Regions from separate parts of the Muntiacus reevesi genome. Here region 1 is linked to region 2. A link is a contact called in public Hi-C data. All regions are on one chromosome and are shown on one strand. Each heading gives the region's core, a stretch centred on a gene start, on an enhancer-like site or on the middle of the called end of the contact. The rest is flanking DNA. Distances are from core to core; before and after follow the strand shown. Region 1 holds the start of NAA15 (N-alpha-acetyltransferase 15, NatA auxiliary subunit). Region 2 holds the start of NOCT (nocturnin).

Region 1 (5,548 bases), core at 2,984-5,483, 200 kb before region 2:
TGGCTAATTGAATTTAAGTTAATTAAAATTAATAATTCAGTTCCTCAATCACACTAGCTATATTTCAAGTGTACAACAGCCACAAATGGTCAATGGCTATAACAGACAAAACAGGTACAGAACATTTTTATCATCACAGGAAGTTCCACTGTGCAATACAAAGAGTAAGTTTCCAATAAATTGCAAATATTATCACCATGCTATGCTAACTTCTCTTTCCACTTTTCTAGGAAAGAAAATTTTTACCCATTAGACTTTTGACTAACCACATAAATCATTCAGGCTATAGTCCAAAAATAGGTTAATGCTGTACTTACTTTAAGTACTTCCAACTTAAGATTTTTTTTTCTTACAGTTCACACTAACATCTAAAGAGAAGAGAAAATAAAGCAAAGACACTAACAGTCACCAAACTAGCTTCACTCCAAGGTATTAGGGTATGTCCAACTACTTTTCCAAGTGGGTTAAAATCTAAAAAGGTGTGGATCTCACTCTATCCAGGCAATCTCATTATTCCTATGCTTAAACTATATCCCAAGAAAGTCATGTAAAGATCTGGTAATGCCCCTCAGACTATTTAGATAAACAAATAGCATCATGAGTAGGCAAATACACATTTTCTAATAACTTAGTTTTCCAAACTGTTAAAATGGTATGTAATTACAACAACAAAACACCTCTGGCAAACACAAATAACTCTTCTTTAAACTCCCACATAATATTACATTAAATTCATCACCCGCTCTTTCTATAGACAAATTAAGACATATTTTGCAGACATTCTGACCAACTCATGGCAAGGCCTTAGCATTTCAGAACACAGCAGAGTAATATGGGGGGAAAAGATGGGCCAAATATGCAACAAAATTGAATTTCAGATACCAACTAGACTAGAACAAGCCAGGAAAATCCACTACAGAAATTCTGAAATTTTTTTACACACCGACATGTAAACCAGGTTTCTTTTGAAAATTAAGGCAAAAACATACTTCATTATTTTGAAATCAGTGTTTCAAATTTTTTAAAAATACAAACCAATTTCATTCTTATATAACTTTACTACGAACAAGCAGGATACAACAAAGCACTAGCTGAAAAACTGAATGCTAATGGAAGGATTTAACAGCTACTAACCTAGCAACACTTGATTACAAGGTAATAGATTAAGCAAACTTCTGGGGGGAAGGAGGCAGGGGATGAAATCAAAAGCAGTAACTATAACTACTACAAGTACTGAAGAAGCAGAAACAACTTTGCAAGAGCAAATACTAACCATACTTCAGTTAATAATATTTTCTTCATTTTTAATGTAAAAGAACAATAAGGATATTATATTCCCTTTCATTTAATGATTTTTACATTTCCTCTGCATACACTTTATAACAAGAAGCCTTAAATTCATTGATTTTAGCAATGAATTTAAGGGACTTCCTCCACTATCACCAGCAAATATTTCTTTTTTTTAAGTTTAAGATGTTTAATCAAAAATTGTTATGCTATGAATGGTAAAGCAAACTGAGGTACATCCACAATGTAGAATTCTACTCAGCCATTAAAAGGAACAAACTATTGATACACTCAACAATCTGGAGGACTCTCAAGGGAATCTGGTTACACACACAAAAAGGCTAATCCTAAAAAGTCATGTACAGTATGACTCTTTTCAGTAAACATTCTTCAAATGACCAAGTTATAAAAACAGAGAACAGATTAGTGGTGGTTGCCAGAGTCTCAGGTTAGAGATGGGAGGAACAGGAGAGGGTGCAGTTCTAAAAGGGCAACAGAGGGATCCTTGTGCTCATGGAACTGTTCTGTAGGTTGACTGTAGGGATGGTTATGTAATCTACACGTGTGGCAACACTGCAAAGAACTAAATATACACACAAATGAGTACAAGTAAAATGGAGAAATCCAAGTAAGACTGGCAGATTGGATCAACGTTATGATATTGAACTATGGCTTTGCAAAGCATTAGCAGTGGGGAAACTGGATAAAGGGTACAAGGTAATCTCTCTATTATTTTTTTTAATTATGTGCAACTCTACAGTCAACCTCAAAATAAGTTTTTTTTTTTTTTTAAGTGCTTCCCTAACAATTAAGAAAATTTAATAAACTGGATATTAGACAATATTAGGGAGTAATTATTGTTATTATGGTTATACAAAACGATATCCTTACTCTAGAAGGATGCTTGCTGAAGCATGTAGGGATGAAGATCAGGCCAGCAATTTCCTTTTAACTCTTGTATATGTGTCAGGACAGAGAAAAAGCAAATCTGGCAAAACGTTAAATGTTTACAGAGTTTACAGGGGTTCCTTGTACTCATCTCAACTTTTCAACTTTAATTTTTTCAAAGTAGAGTTGGGGAGGAAGATTAACGACAAACTACTATCCTAAAACTACATTACAGTCGAACCTACACACCAATTACTCCTTCAAAAGATACAAAAATAAACTTCTGCTGAAATGGTGATACAGTCCTACACTCCATTTAGTCTAAAAACCAAAAAACTGGCAATAAGGATTTCAAGGTAACTAAGAGTTACACCGTATTGGATGTGACTTTCTTACATTTGTTTCCATACTTAATGACTAAACCTATAGGCATATGGATGTTCTTGTAAAATCAAAGTTAGTTCAACGTCTCTAGAAAACCCGGGTCCTAGGAGTTGTTATACTTTTCAAACAAACGAAATACATTTAAATTGCAAAAGGAAAACACTAACACTTCCGGAACACACACTCCAAATTTAAGTCTTAAGTCTGGTTGTTGCTCAGTCTCTCAGTCGTGCCCGACTCTTGGCGACCCCATCGATTTCAGCTCGACAGGCTGCAGCGTGGCAGCTTGGTAAACGTAGTTAATTCTTTCAAAGAAATGTATGCATGAAAGCGGCAACCCACTCAACAAAACGGTGCTACAGTGTTAATTATAGCACCTAAACTACAAGACATTCTACAACGTAAACAGTCCCTCCAAACATCATCTTATTAATGTATCAAAAAAACAATGCAAACTGCACCTATCTGAAATGCAGGAAATTATCGAGCCTGAGCTACCGTCAAAAATATCCATTTCAAAAGTTCCTATATTCTCTTTTCTCTAATTTCTTGCATCCGTGTTAACACACTTCAGTCTGCAAGAAACCCTTGTCTAGAACTTCTCAACTAAAAGCTCTCAACTTTTCACTTCCTACCGGACCGCCCCCTCGCAATGGGCACCACCTCCAAGGAGGGTGATGGGGTGGGGCTGTTTCCCGCTCGGAAACTAAGAAATAAATGTCTCTTCCCTACTCCAGAAAGGAGGGAACGAGAGAGGCCGAGAAGCTGGAGACGCAAGCATCCCTACTGACTACAAGGGTAGTCGTTTAGAAAACTTCCTCTCCTTCTGAACGCCTTTCTTCCTTCCCTCCTCCCAGGTCAATCAGGGACCCCGAGTCGGGCGGGGACAGGTGAATCCCAAGAGGAGAGGAAGAGGGAGGGACTGACCATGGAGGAGAGCCGCGCTTGGGCAATGAATGAGCGGTGCGGCATCCGCACCACCTGTTCCTTCCAAGGGTGCCACCCTGGCCTGCCGGCAGCGTTCCCACACCAGCCGGGCCGCCGCTCCTGCCCCTGTTGCCCGGTTCTCTGCTGAAGGCAGGCCTCTCCTCCCTTCGCTCGGGACGAATGAGAACCGGTCGTCTAGAACCTGGGAGCAAGGGGCCTACTCCGGAACCACGGCCTTCGGAGCGTGGGGACCGGGAGGAGGAAACCTGCGGTCCCGGGCGCGCGAGCCGAAGAGGGAACCCCAAGGAAGGGACGAAGGAGTGCATTCGGCCTGACTAGGAGTACGAAGGCGGGGTCCCGGGCGGGGGTGGCCCGGTGCCCGGTGGGCCGAGGTTAGGGGTGACAGGCCCGTGTACCGGCTAAATCCTCCTCACTGCCTGCCCGGAGCCTCACACTTACCAGGATCCGCTTGAAGAGCGCGTTCTCCTTGGGCGGGAGGCTCACGGCCGGCATCGTTCCGGCTCCTCCCGCTGCTCCCGCCACCGCCCGGCTCGGTCAGCCTGTTTGTCCGACCGCCGCCGCCGCCGTCGTCCTGGCTGCTTCAGCCTTGATTGCCCGGATCCACCGCCGCCACCAGGCCTCAGGTGTCACCGCGTCGCCCAACCCCGACACCCCCTTCCCCTCGTAGTCTTTTTTTTTTTTTCCTTTCTCACTTAACACTGCCGCCGCCTCCCCCCCCACGGGTCTCCGTCGGCGGTTCACGTGGTAACTGAACAGACCGACAGAGGCAGCCAAAATGGCGGACGCCGAGGGCTTTCCCACCCGGGTCACATCTACTAGCGCGCAGGCGCGATGACCTTCTTTCCCCACCTCCTCTGTCCTGGAGCTTGCTGGGAAACCTGGGGGCAGTCAGGCCCGCGGAGGCCTCAAGGGTCTCGCCAGGCCCCGCCTATCCTTTTGGTTTCTCGTCTTGGAGGCGCTGGGAAAGCGTTGGGAAGAGTGACCGGCTGCGGTTCCGACCGCCTCAGCATCGCGTCTCCACTGCTAATTGCTAGACTGGCCTTTCATTCATTGGGTAGGCTCTCCCAGTCTGTATGATCAGAGTTTGAGCCTGAAATGCTAAAATGCGGGTGTTCAAGAAGCGCTGTGTTTGATCGTGGACAAAGTGCCTGGTTGAGCAGCAGAGGCGGAGGAGACTTGTAAACTGATACAGGGAGGATGGAGCTTAATGGAGTCTGAAAAGCGTGAAAGAGTTAACCGATTAAATGGGCCTGGCTGGGGCATCCAGGATTTACTTTGTTACTTTAAGAGGACCCTGGAAAGGTAGTCAGCCTTGCACTGCCAAAGAAACGTCTGAAGGTTAAAGTGTGTGTTTATATTTTATCAGCGAGTTCATGCAATGCTGTGTTGAGTCACCTTGGGGTAGTGAAGAATTCAAGGTCACTGACTCCCTTGCAGCTGGCTTCAAGCAAGTGCTTAATACTCTGACTGCCCGTCACTAGAAATCCTTAAATCTTAGGAAGCCGAAGAGTATCCGGCAGGGATACTAGAGAACTGCTGCAGTAAGCAAGGTCAGACTGGATACCGAATAGAGCCTCTTCGAAGTCATTTCACTAAAAATCGACAGTGAAACTATTTTAAAAGTGGCATTCTATCAATGACCACAAATTTTCACATCATATGAACAATTTTATCTTTGATTGTTTTTGATTATCTCTCTCCAGATCCTGAATTCCATCAGTAGTAGCATTCTTTACATGGAGTCGTTAAATAAGACTCCCAGTAGCTTTGATCTTTTAATCATAGTTACACAGATATTTTGCTGGTTTTGGCTTGCTCTTTAATGTGCCATGGAAGGTGTGAGATGAGTAAGATGTCTTCCTGTGGAAAAATCTGGGACTAATACTTGAGTTTTCTGGCTGTTATCTCGAATGCCCTCTCGTTTTGCATGGGTCACCAATAAGATAGTTGCAGTCAAATCGCAGAATTTCTTGAAATTCTGTGATCTCTTTAAAAGTTTCATTAAGAAAATTCTGGGTATAAGAAACAGTGTTTGAGTTTT
Region 2 (5,708 bases), core at 658-3,157:
TAGTGTTTAGGGCTCCGCTTTCTTTCACTGCCTTGGCGGTTCAATCCCCGGTGGGGGAATTAAGATCCGGCAACCCGTGTAGGGCGGCATAAAAGAGAGAACACTTTTGAACTCTGGGGGAGAACGTGAGGGTGGGATGTTTTGAAAGAACAGCATGTATATTATCTATGGTGAAACGGACCACCAGCCCAGGTGGGATACATGAGTCAGGTGCTCGGGCCTGGTGCACTGGGAGGACCCTGAGGAGTCGGGTGGGGAGGGAGGTGGGAGGGGGGATCGGGATGGGGAATACATGTAACTATATGGCTGATTCATGTCAATGTATGACAAAACCCACTGAAATGTTGTAAAGTGATTGGCCTCCAACTAATAAAATAATATTAAAAAAAAAAAAAAAAAAAAAGAGAGAACACAAAACTTCTGGAGCAAAAGGCAGTCGTTTACAGTCTGAGATGTTCATACATCTTAAACAGCAATAAACTTGAGTACGACTAAAATATACCTGCTAGCGTGATGAAACTGCCCACTTTTGAAAGAGAAGCTTTATTAATTTTAAAAGTATGACTAATACTAATTTGTATGTAAATTGCGGCCGCGGTATTGAGGCCTCGGGCAGAAACTTCCGTGGCCACACAAGGGAAAATCCAGGGAACTTCCCCGGGGTTCCAGTGGTTAAGACTCCACACTTCCAATGCAAGGAGCACAGGTTCGATCCCTGGTCAGGGAAGATCCTGCTAGCCGTTTCCCTCCCCTCAACCCAAGGAAAATCCAGAGCACGTGACCTATACAACAGGTTCTTGGCAAAGAGATCGCATCACCTTTACAAGATCTTAACCCCAGGTATACAGGACGCATAATGACTCAAATATTAAGACTGGAAGGGTCCCCCAAAATTCAAGTCCAAAGAGTCAATGCGTGTTAATACATTTTTCAAAATTCTGACCACCTAAGCCATTCAGGCCACATGATCGGATAAATGTAACTTTATAGACGTATTGCATAAAATGTTCCACCATTAGCGCAGTAAGTAAAACACAATCTGCGGCATCGGAAGGGGAAAAGATAACGTAGGTCAAGAGCGAGAAATACTGAAACTGCGGCATCAAACGGGAAGGATTAAACGGAAACCTGGTACGGGGTTCCAGTTCTTACCGGACGCAATGCAAGCCCCAGGCAAGAGATGGCGAGAGCAGAGCGGCAAAAGAGTGCAGAGACGGCGGCTCCGGGAGAACAGGCACGGCTTCCCGCTCGCACCCCGCCGCCCGGCAGCCCCCGGCTTCCCATTCATTCCCCGTCGTCTCCAGGTGGCGGCCGCCGCGTTCTCCACCCGGAACGGCGGAGCACTCACCTGCTCGGGAGCACGACCTCGCGACGTCGCGGGCCGCCGAGGCCGCCGCCAGGAGCCGGGGGGACTGGAGCCGCGGGGCGGCCGTGGGCGAGAGGCGGCGCGGCGGCGGCGGGCCGGGCGGGCGGCGCAGGCCGGGCGCGTCCCTCTGCAGCAGGGCGGAGCAGAGCCGCCGCGGGCTCTGATACATGCCGGGCGCCGCCGCCAAAACCGCCGCGGCCCCTCGCGCGCCCCACCGACCTGCGGGCCCCGCCGAGGTGGGCAAGCCCAGCAGACTCTTGGGGCCGTCCGAGCAGAGGCTCCGGGGCTCCTTCTCCTCCAGCCGCGGCTCGGGGGAAGGTCGCAGGCAGACAAGCCCGAGACGGCGCGGACAAAGCTGCGGATGCCGCGAAGCCGAGGCGCTGTCTGCCGCGGGCCGGCTGGAGCTGGAGGGTAACCGGCGAGCGCAGCGCGCTGACAAAGCGGGCGCTACCAAGCGAACCAGGGAGGGGGTGTCCATGGGACCGGCGCCAGGCGCGACCTGGCAGGGACTCGTAGAACCGGAGTGATCCTGCTTTGAGAGGACGCAGATCTTCAGCTATTTATAGGGGGGAGGCTGTGGGAGGTTTAAGGTAATAAGTATCCCTCAAGGCAGTTTTAAAGAAATGAGCCTCCCCTTCCGCTGGGTGGAGTGGAAACGTCCACAGGCTGGGAGTCCCAAGACCGTTCCAGGCTATGGCCCCGGGGACACGTGTGTGTCCGAGTGAAAGGCAGCATCCGTGTACGCGTGTAAGTGAGAATCCGGCAGAGGGTGTCTGTCCCCCACCCTTTAGGCGGGATGTGTGGCATTAAAACGAAATTAAGCACGATAAAGCCCCTACTGTGTGCAAGTGCGACGCAGAGTAAGAAAACGTCCCTTTCCTCAGGAATGTTATCCTCAGGCAAAGGGGGCCCAACGTGGCAAGAGAAATCAGACCATAAAGCTGTACAAGGTGTATTAAGATCAGTGCCGTAAGTTTATGTAAATTTGGCGATAGAGGTCTTAACATGCCTGGGTTTTCTAGAAGGCTTATTAAAAGATTGGCATTTGTGTTGGGCTACGACTTGGATTTACATTTGTGGAATTTGGGAGGAAGAGTGGTGGTGATTTACACAGGCAAAAAAGGAAATAAAGCAAAAAGCCCTAGGTATCTTTGCAGCAACATCTCTTATGTAGGATGGAAGCAAGGAAGTAAGGCAGATGCTTGGATAGGTTATACTGCGTAAGGCAGATTGTATTAGACTTAACATGGTAGAAAAGGGTGAGCTGTTTTGTCAGCTGGGCAAGGATATGTCTTAGGGCCGTGCTGTCATTGGAGGTCAGGTGTCTCGGGCGTGTGAAAAGGCAGAAGAGAGTAGACTAGCTGATATGAAAGATATTCTAGACTTGCATCTGGTACTGGAAAAGAATGAATGGAAGAAACATCTCAGATAGCTTGGGCGGGAAGTGATGGCTAACCAGAACAGGAAGTGGGGTGAGTGGGAGAGATACCCAAGACTCGGTTCCTCTCTGAATGATTTATGACCTAGAAATGTTTTCTTGTTGGTTTTCCCATGATTTTGCTGAGTCTAGTGTCTTGTGGAATTGGAAGCTTTTCATGACTAAGGATATTCAAAATATTTTTAAGACCTGGGTTATATATTCGACACCCAGAGGGTGTGGATGTGTCAGCTGACAGGGTTGATCATAACTCCTGGGAGACATCCTCCTTGGCAAATCGTTAAATCTCTTAGTCTCACTTTCCTTATCTATAGAAAGTCATAGCTTAGTCATTAGGTCAAATAAAAGGTGATGATCAAACCAGTCCATAAAAAGTGTTCTGCAAATATAGCAAAATGTTGAATTAGAATCTAGGCTCTATGAGAATTCACTCACAGTTCTTTTTCTTTTCCATATGTTTGGAAATATCCATAATAAAGTGTTGGAATAAAAGTGCTTTGAAAAATTAAAAGTACTGTTTGAATATAAACTGTCATTATTAAAAGGGATTCAAAGAGCCTGCTCTCCTGAAACTGGGTCGGTAGCATTATTTTTGGTATATGCTAAATACTGTATACTTTAAACAATCAGAAAAGTATAAATTAAAACTTTATTCGCTTCAAATTCATTTAGGGGGCTGGTAGTTAAATCCCCAGGTTGACCGGGAGCCAACCCTGGTGGCTCAATGATAAAAAGTCCATCTGCCAATGCAGGAGACACAGGTTCAATCCCTGGTCCCGGAAGTTGCCAGGGATACCAGGGAGCAAGTAAAGCCGGCCGCCACGACTACTGAGCCTGTGCTCTGGAGCCTGGGAGCTGCAACTACTGATCCCACGTGCCACAACTTCTGAAGCCCTAGAGCCCTAGAGCCTGTGCTCTGCAGCAAGAGAAGCCACCGCAATGAGAAGCCAGCACGCCACTACTTGAGAGTAGCCCCTGCCCACGGCAACTAGAGGAAGCCCTCGCACAGTGACAAAACCCTAGTTGCAGCCGAAGATAAATAAAAATTAAAAAAAAAATTCATTTAGTAAACATTTGTTGAGTACATATTATGTGTCAGGCTTCACAATAGAGGTAAATAATGAACAAAGTTTGCTCACAGTTTGGTGAGTGAAACCTTGTATACATAGAAATACTTACGTCATCGGATAATAAATATAGAATCATGATTTGAACAAGGTGCTGTGGAAATGAAGAAGAGGAAGAGCCTCACTGCCTGTAGGAGTCAGGAGAGACTTTTTGAACAAAGTGAATTCCAGGCAGGAAAGGCTTAGGGAGAACCACTGAGGACAGCAAAAGAAGGAAAGGAGGGATGTTCCGGGAACAGCAAGTACCACCCTTTGATAAGCCTTGAGTGCAGGCTGCCTGTAAGGGAGTGGCAGGAGATGAGGTGGAAATTGTGAGCAAGAAATAAAGTGTCAAGCGTTTCCCGAGGAATCTGGACTTTATCCGAAGGTTCTGGGGAACCTCTGAAAGACAGGTTCCACTTTCAGGATGCAGTTTTGGAAAGATCATCTGTCAGCAGTGTGGAGGATGGATGGGAGGCCAGGGAAAAATAAGCACAGTGTGGGGAGGAAGAGGACTTGTTGGTTCAGAACCTCTGGAGGAGGGCCAGGGTAGGCACGCTTCTTTAAAAAGCAAACCACAGAGGTGACTCTGATGTACATCTCTGTTTCTCCCTCCACACAACCTCCCAAACCAATAAACTGGGGCAGAGGTAGTGGAAAAGAGATGGGTTTGAGAACTGTGAAGGAGACAGAAACCACAGCATTGAGGAACAGATTAAATCTGGGGGGTGAGGGAGGAGAGGACAGAGCCCTTGGTAGATAATGATAACAAACAAGGAAAACAGGTGGAACATATAATTGAGATGCCTCTGTGGAACACCCAGGTGGAGTTACTTTGTAGGCAAATAAACTAAGACTGGGCATTCATAGAGCAGTCAGAGACAGACACTTTTGAAAGTCTAGGAGTTAAACTCATGGATAATGAGGTTACTCACAAAAAGTCTTTTGAGGGAGAGAAGAAAAGTGTTAAGGATTAAATTCCTGTGAAACATACATCTTTAGGGATGGTTGGAAGGGAAAGAGACTTGAGACCTGGTCAGAGAGGGAAAACAGGAAGGTTGGTATCTTGGAAGTAAGGGAACCTAAAGCTGCCAGAATAGAACCGTGATGAATGCTGCCGAGAGGTCAAGGCAGCAAGTGAATCCTTTGGATGTGACAATTAGAAGGTTCTTCACGTGAACCTTACATGGTGGTGGAAACCAGACTGCAGTGGTCAGCGGGGCTGGAAGGCAGGAGACCCATGAAAGAACAGTGCCTTGAGGAACCAGGTGAGTCTTCTTTTTCTCTGAAGATTGCAGGAACCTCAAATTATAAGTTGAGGAAAAGGAGCCAAGAAAGACAGAAGTTCGTTTTTCTCCTATTGAGAATTTCTGCAGTTCTAGTTCTTTTGTTAACGGCTGAAGTGCAGCTATATATACACATGTACATACATATACACACATATATAGATACACACGTACATATACACACAAATACACATATGTTTATACATATGTGGGCATGAGGAGAAGAGAAATCTCTCTCTTCCTCTTCTTATGAGGCCATCTGTCCTATTGGATTAGGGGTCTACCTTTATGACCTCATTTAACTTTAGTTACCTTCTTGAAAACCTAATCTCCAAACATCATATTAGGGGTTAGGGCTTCAAAATATGAATTTGGAGTGGGTGGGTGGGGGGCACATTTCAGTCCATAGCACTGTCCGAGGGCTTCCCAGGTGGTAATAGTGATAAAGAATCCACCTGCCAATGCAGAAGACACATGGGTTTGATCCCTGGGTCGGGAAGATCCCCTGGAGA

The links. Hi-C and Micro-C count contacts between places; a contact is called where the count stands out from the background.
Region 1: a Hi-C map of blood shows a contact between it and region 2, with 4 times the contacts expected there. The contact joins the promoter of NAA15 here to the promoter of NOCT in region 2. A contact is called at or near these places in 2 of 3 Hi-C or Micro-C datasets (blood and muscle).

Annotation. Positions count from the first base shown.
Region 1 is chr13:52,621,108-52,626,655 of mMunRee1.1, reverse strand. It overlaps NAA15 (N-alpha-acetyltransferase 15, NatA auxiliary subunit), which reads right to left and starts at 4,233. Exons shown (of 20, transcript XM_065905014.1): 1 at 3,946-4,233. The coding sequence starts at 3,999. NDUFC1 (NADH:ubiquinone oxidoreductase subunit C1) reads left to right here and starts at 4,324. Exons shown (of 4, transcript XM_065905018.1): 1 at 4,324-4,561. The coding sequence starts at 4,339.
Region 2 is chr13:52,416,303-52,422,010 of mMunRee1.1, reverse strand. It overlaps NOCT (nocturnin), which reads right to left and starts at 1,907. Exons shown (of 3, transcript XM_065904733.1): 1 at 1,349-1,907. The coding sequence starts at 1,844.